Regions from separate parts of the Sus scrofa genome. Here region 2 is linked to region 1. Evidence: chromatin contacts called from public Hi-C data. All regions are on one chromosome and are shown on one strand. Each heading gives the region's core, a stretch centred on a gene start, on an enhancer-like site or on the middle of the called end of the contact. The rest is flanking DNA. Distances are from core to core; before and after follow the strand shown. Region 1 overlaps FOXP1 (forkhead box protein P1). Region 2 overlaps FOXP1 (forkhead box protein P1).

Region 1 (3,206 bases), core at 620-3,119:
TTGAATCCAAACCCTCTCATGTTGGGGCTTTAGACACATGTGCATCCTTGTGGTGCCTTTTTTTCTGTGTCACTGCGTGGGATGGGGGTCTGCCTCTCATTGATAGGGGTGAGAGCAGCCAGGGGAGTGGCTGACATACTTATTCAATGACAGTGGCCATTCTCCCCAGATATTTTCATGAATTGAGATGGATACAGAGGTTTGACAATAGCTCCCCGGAGCCCTCTCTTAACAGCGCACAAATGTAACCATTCCTGGACAGGAAATACACCACAGCCAGACCAAGATAAAAATACAGCAGCACCCACAAGGTGTCATTAACAAAAAGAAACCCTCAAAGGTTAGAGGTAGGCTTAGGTGTTGAGATACATACATAGTTACATACGTATCTTTTATACACACACACACACACACACACACACACACACATATACATCAAGAATCTAGACCTATGGGAATGGTTCATAAAGAGCCAAGTAAACACTGTGTAACAGGAAATAAGAATTAAACATGTATTACATCTTGGAGGTTAGAAATCTCCAGATGCAATACATGTAAAATTGGGTTGTGATGATTGCTGAACAACTAAAAATATAATAAAATCACTGAGTTAAAAAAAAAAAAGTATTACAGAATACCGCAAAACAATGAAATTATTTTAAAGTTAAGCTGAGCAATTAAAAGCAATAGCAAAGTTCCCAGATGGCTCAGCGGTTTAGAATCTGGCATTGTCACTGCTGTGGTGTGGATGTTTTTTGGGGCGGGGGCACACTTGCGGCAAATGGAAGTTTCCAGGCTAGGGGTCGAATCAGAGCTGCAGCTGCTGGCCTACACCACAGCCACAGCAACGTCAGATCTGAGCCGAGTGTGCGACCTACACCACAGCTCACAGCAACATCAGATCCTTAACCCACTGAGCAAGGCCAGGGATCAAACCCATGTCCTCATGGATACTAGGTTCGTTACCGGGAATTCCTGTGGCGTGGGATTGATCCCTGGCCTGGGAACTTCTGCGTGCTGCAGGTGTGGCCGAAAAAGAAAAAAAAGCAATATATATACCTTGTAAATGAGAACAGAGGAGGAGCAAGCACCCTATACAGCTGGGAGCACTGTCAAACAAATGGCTGTTCTCCAAGTTATCCCGTGTAATAACTTCTGATAATGAAATACAAAATGCGGAAGAAGGCGAGGGCAGGAAGCCCGTTGAAAGCCATGAAACACTTTTAGTTATATAAGCTAAGTAGTTATAATATAGCAGCTTCCACTGCCTGGACTGTTTGTCCCCAAACACTGAAAGACAAAATAATGAAACAAAAACAATTAGCTAGAGCCCTCTTTCGAATCACAGCCACTGCACACACATTTAAGGACACTCACACCTCGTTCTAAAAGTTAAATTCCCCTGAAGAAGTAATGCTTCCTTCTTCCAAAAAGGAGGTGGGGGTGAGGGTGGGGGACAAGGAACCATTTATCCATTTAAAGATTAAGTATAAACTAGTTCAAGCCAGGGAGAGGAACATGGAAAGAAAAAGTAAACAGGACCTCACCCCCCACCCCGAAAATAGTTCCCCTTTGAAAGCTCTAGGCGGTGGGTGCCTGGTACCAAGAGCCGCCCCGTTCATTGGAGGGGTCAGGAAAGCTATGCTAAACCGACAGGTTCCGTTTACAGCAGGCCAGAACTTTGTTTGGATATACTGGCCTTGCTCCCCGCCAGCTTAACAACAGATGGCTAGAAAACTTTCATTATGCTGCACAGGACTGAACTGCAAACAATCCAGAAAACTGTGAAAAGTTTAACTCCCTCTAAACCAATGTGCCAAACCGGGGCCTGCCCAGAGCCAGTGAGCCAGCGCTGGGCCCCGGGGGACCATGCAAGTGATGGTTAAAACCAGAGCACTTGCTAAGGGCCCCAAGTCAACTCAAGGCACCATTCCAGACGCCGGGACAGCAGCGACCCACCCAAGTCTGGAGTTTAACTGTTCAAAGCCCAGACCTTATAAGGAGTTGTGTGGATAGTCTCCTCTTTGTCTATTTTCCTAAAATGTACTGTCATGACTGCCCCTGGCCTTGGGAGAGAGAAAATCTTCTCCTAGACAGTTCCCAAGCTCCTTCCCACTCTCCCTCCCTCTGGAAATTGGGAGGATGAGGCCAAATAGTCTGACTGTAACACCCAGACTTAAACACGATTTATCCAAATCTGTCTATAATTTAAATATTCATTAAATCGATTCAATCACACGAACCCTAATATCTCTTAATGCTCCAAGACAGGTTATAAATGTACCTTCAAAGGTTTAATTCAATTGGCAATCTGAGAGGGCTGATCACCAGAAATGTGTTATTTTCATATTATTCAAGAAATGAACAAATGTGTTTTCCACAAATGTGTTTGAGAAGCTACCCTTTCCTGTTATTGAAAGAAAATTGTGTTTATTACTCCTTTAGCATAGTGTAAACTCATAAACGTCAACAGACAGTACAAGGAAAACTGTCAACTAAATATTGTTTCCTTCATGAGCTGTTCTTCCAAGTCAATTACGCCTTTCAACTTCTGGGGCATTGTATGATAAACTGGCAGTAAAAATCATTCACATTAATATACCATGGTGCCTTGCCTGCAAAAGGTAATTAAAGAAGTAAATGACTCATAAGAATAGACATATTAGCTGCAAAATGAAAGGCAACTGCGCTGCCACATAAAAATATGTACCATTAAGATACTGCATTTTCATATTCCTGTAATCAGCTTCAGTAGACTAATGCTTATTTAATCCAGTTCTGTGCTAAGTCCATCAACAACTGTTTTTTGCTGTTTTCTCCTTGACTGAACATTATGAGAACAGGTTTGGAATAAATACTGCAATGAGATTTTTGCATCCTCAATTGAAGAACAGGTTTTTACATTTTAAAATCTATTTTTCTTTCTTTCAGAAATACAACGTAAAAAAAAATTACTGGTGGGGAAAATATATAATATATATATATAAATGTACATTTATATAAAACATATATAGTACATATATATGTATGCATATTAGAGAGAGAGAGAGTCTGCTAGTGAGATATGTCTCTTTAAAATGGCAGAACACTTCAGGGAAATGATATTTGTTTCCACATTCACTGTTTCTGACCCATAATGTTATCAGCACAGGGGAGATGGCGTCACGCCTCTACTTGCCAGATCTCTGTCACCTTTATGCAGTGCT
Region 2 (3,174 bases), core at 584-3,083, 180 kb after region 1:
GGTAGACTCCCCTCATTTCTCCAGACCTCAGTGCCCTTGTTGGGAAGAAGAGTGAGACTCGGGATGATGCTCACCTGGTACACGGTGGTCACCTGAAGGAGTTATTCAAATACTGAAATCTTTGTACACAGATGGAAATAGCCTCTGCCCCCAAGCTATCCAATTACACCCCTAGCCACTCCCCTGAACCTCCTAGGATCCTCAGAGGCACAGAGGAGACCCCCACCCTTCACCCCCACTGCCCACCCAGCGCCATGCCTTGTGTCCATCCTGGATGGCCAATACTTTGATGTACCTGTTACCCACATTGACTGTGAGCCCACATGCTCTGAGAGGTCCTTTGCCAAGGCTCTGAGGCAAGGACCACCAGGACCAGCTTATGTATGTATGGAGGAAGCCACTACTTGGGGCCCAGGGAGAGACCGAAGGGCTGGGACAAGCCGAACAAGAGACATGAGGGACTCGCCTTCTTCCCCAAGTCACCTCACTGCTTGGGCACACCTAGATGGGCGCCTGCAGTCATGACGGCAAATCAGTGGAATCTCAGGGCCAAGCCTTAGCTAAATTTATTTTCAAAATCTGGAAAGAAATATATCATTGTGAAACAGCTCTGCCAGTGAAAGGCTGAGCTGCAAGGGAAATTACGAACACATGTAATCAAATTATATTTACCATGGAAATTTCTAAGAGCTCAGACTTGCTACTCTGCTTTTACAACTCTTTAGGAAAAGGAATATTTCTCTGTCCAATGTTCCAAATTTCCACAGCAGAGTTGAGGCATTATACATGCTGAAATCTATGGGAAAGGGAAAAAAAATTTCCCATTATTGTTGTTTCCTTTAACCCTCCAGACCTTCTTTGCCACCATTACTCAAAAGCCACTGCAGCATTTTGCTGGCGGACATGACGCCATGCTGTCACTTGATCAGGTGTGGGGTACCACACGGTATGAATAAATACTTATCCACAACCGCATATTAAATGGGAATTCGCAAAGGCGAGCTCCAGAGACAAAGACGTTTCTATATAGAAATATTAACTAAGAATTTAAGTAAATGGCCCCACTGGAAAAAAAAAAAAAGTTCTGAAGTAGCAATATAAACTATATTTAATAGCAACAAAAAATATTTTCCTTTTGGGAAAGCAATTTGGGCTTCTCAAAGTTACTGCCTTTCACGTGACTTAGTACAGTATGCCTCAATGCTTTCATTTCCTAAAACACAGATGCTAGGCCGCCCACCCCATTTCTACCTTGTGAGAGTCAATTTTTTAAATTCATCTTCTTCCAAACACAATACGCAAATAACCCCACCACCACAATTGTTATTTTCTTAAGCGCTTGAGTATCTCAAGTCTCAAAGAACACATGTTCCCAAGGAAGAAAGACAGAAAAAAAAAAAAAGGCTCTAGAACTAATACACAATGAAAAATAAATTTAAAGCAGCCTTCTGGTCTGACATAAGAATATAAAAATGATATGAGCAAGAACAGCTTAGTTTACATACTTTTCAGTCACAGCTGCTGCTCTAAAACCACAATACCTTTAAAATGACATTTTAAGGAAACAGATACGGCATGGCTATAGCCATAGCTGGATAAAGCTAACGCTGAGCTCAAGGGGCTTCTCTCTTTATCACGCTTCCTTTATATAACCCTGCACAATTAAGAGGAAAAGGGTGATTCACTTTTCAATAATGTCACGATAAACCGAGTAAATTATAAATAATTTGACCCCACAGGATTTTTTTTCCCTTTAAAAACACCAGACTCCGACATCAAAACAGAGTTTCGAGGACAGAAGGAACACGTCCCCTCTTCTTGGTTAATATTTAATTGGGTGCTAAAGATTTCTTGGAGAGACCTCTGCACCTCCAGTGACAGGCGCACAAGAGGCTCCCATTTCTGCAAGAGATGCAGGCCTTTCCCTGAATAAAGGAAAATAACATACAATTAAATCAGACTATTCAATTAATAAATTACTTGGGTGGACCTCGCAGGCCAAGTCCTATTTAATTACATAATTTAAAAAATATTTGCACATTGCAATCACCGAAATTGGCTTTGAGGTTTCATAATACACACTTAACACTTGAGTTAGAGAACAAATTTATTTAATAAATGCAGGCCTAAGAGCTAGAAGGCCGTACCACTCACACTGCAAAATCACTTAGCACATCCTCAGAAAAAGCAAATAAACTTTTCCACTATTTAGACGTGGGCTGCTGTTGAATGTCAGGAGAGGCTGGCTGACTTTTTTTTTTTTTTTTTTTTGCATTTTCTCTGTCATGTGTTGCCTGTAAATCTGACCATTTTGAGAGGTAATTAGAATAGAGCTAATGGACAAAATGGTTCCAGTTAAAGATAAATTAAAGATAAACTAAGGTGGAAGATGTCAAGAACCCAGTGGTAAAAACCTCTTCAGAGTAAAACAAAGAGAAGTCGTATTACCCTCCCATTTTTCACTTCTTGGAACAGCAAAATACACCATAAATTAACGTGGTTCCTGAGTGTAAAGATATGTTCCATTAGGAAAGCACACACAAATTCAGGGGTGAGGAGGACATTCATAAAAAGGATACAATTACACGGTGTCCAAGAAGAGGGCAGAAACATTTTAAATGGACTGTATTTCTTATGGCTGTATTGTGGGCCATGCTACTGCCATTCGGTGAATTTTCTAGAAAACCACTTGACCACTTTGGCACCACAACTTGTTTTGCCTTCACAGTTTGATGGAAATCTTTGTCAGACACAGACTTTCAATAATCATTGCGTACTTTATACCCACAGCAGCCTCGGAGCCTTTTCAACTGTGTGGGGCTATTTACCCCCAAAGCCAGAGACCACCGAGACAAGGCCGTTATTTTTGCTTGTGGGTCTTCAATTGCTGTCACGTATAACCCAGCTGGCAGTGCCTCCACGTGCCTGTTCTGTTTCCTTCCCAAAGCCCACAATGGGCTGCTAACTGCCTGTTAGAAAGACATGGAAAGTTCTAAAACAAAAATGTTAAAGAAGGTTTACGTAGAAGATTCTGCTGAGACCTTGAAATCTCTGTTACAAAACAAAACTAGGAAATTCATCTCTCAATCCCCTTTGCTATCTTCCTCTACACAAGCTTCTGCAAAGTGTTGTCTCCACTTGCGGTGTCCTTGTATTCACGTTCCACACCTCCCT

The links. Hi-C and Micro-C count contacts between places; a contact is called where the count stands out from the background.
Region 2: a contact with region 1 is called in a Hi-C map of liver, with 2.0 times the contacts expected there. The contact joins two enhancer-like sites. A contact is called at or near these places in 2 of 47 Hi-C or Micro-C datasets (liver and skeletal muscle).

The regions. Positions count from the first base shown.
Region 1 is chr13:52,527,917-52,531,122 of Sscrofa11.1, forward strand. All of the region lies in intron 6 of FOXP1 (forkhead box protein P1), which reads right to left. Among named protein-coding and RNA genes, the nearest start is that of FOXP1, 440 kb to the right of the region's middle. Within about 2 kb of position 1,870, at least 26 of the 83 cell types and tissues checked have an H3K27ac peak or open chromatin away from gene starts, as enhancers often do. A contact at or near this core is called in liver, where this site is marked.
Region 2 is chr13:52,708,483-52,711,656 of Sscrofa11.1, forward strand. All of the region lies in intron 4 of FOXP1 (forkhead box protein P1), which reads right to left. Among named protein-coding and RNA genes, the nearest start is that of FOXP1, 260 kb to the right of the region's middle. Within about 2 kb of position 1,834, at least 6 of the 83 cell types and tissues checked have an H3K27ac peak or open chromatin away from gene starts, as enhancers often do. A contact at or near this core is called in liver, where this site is marked.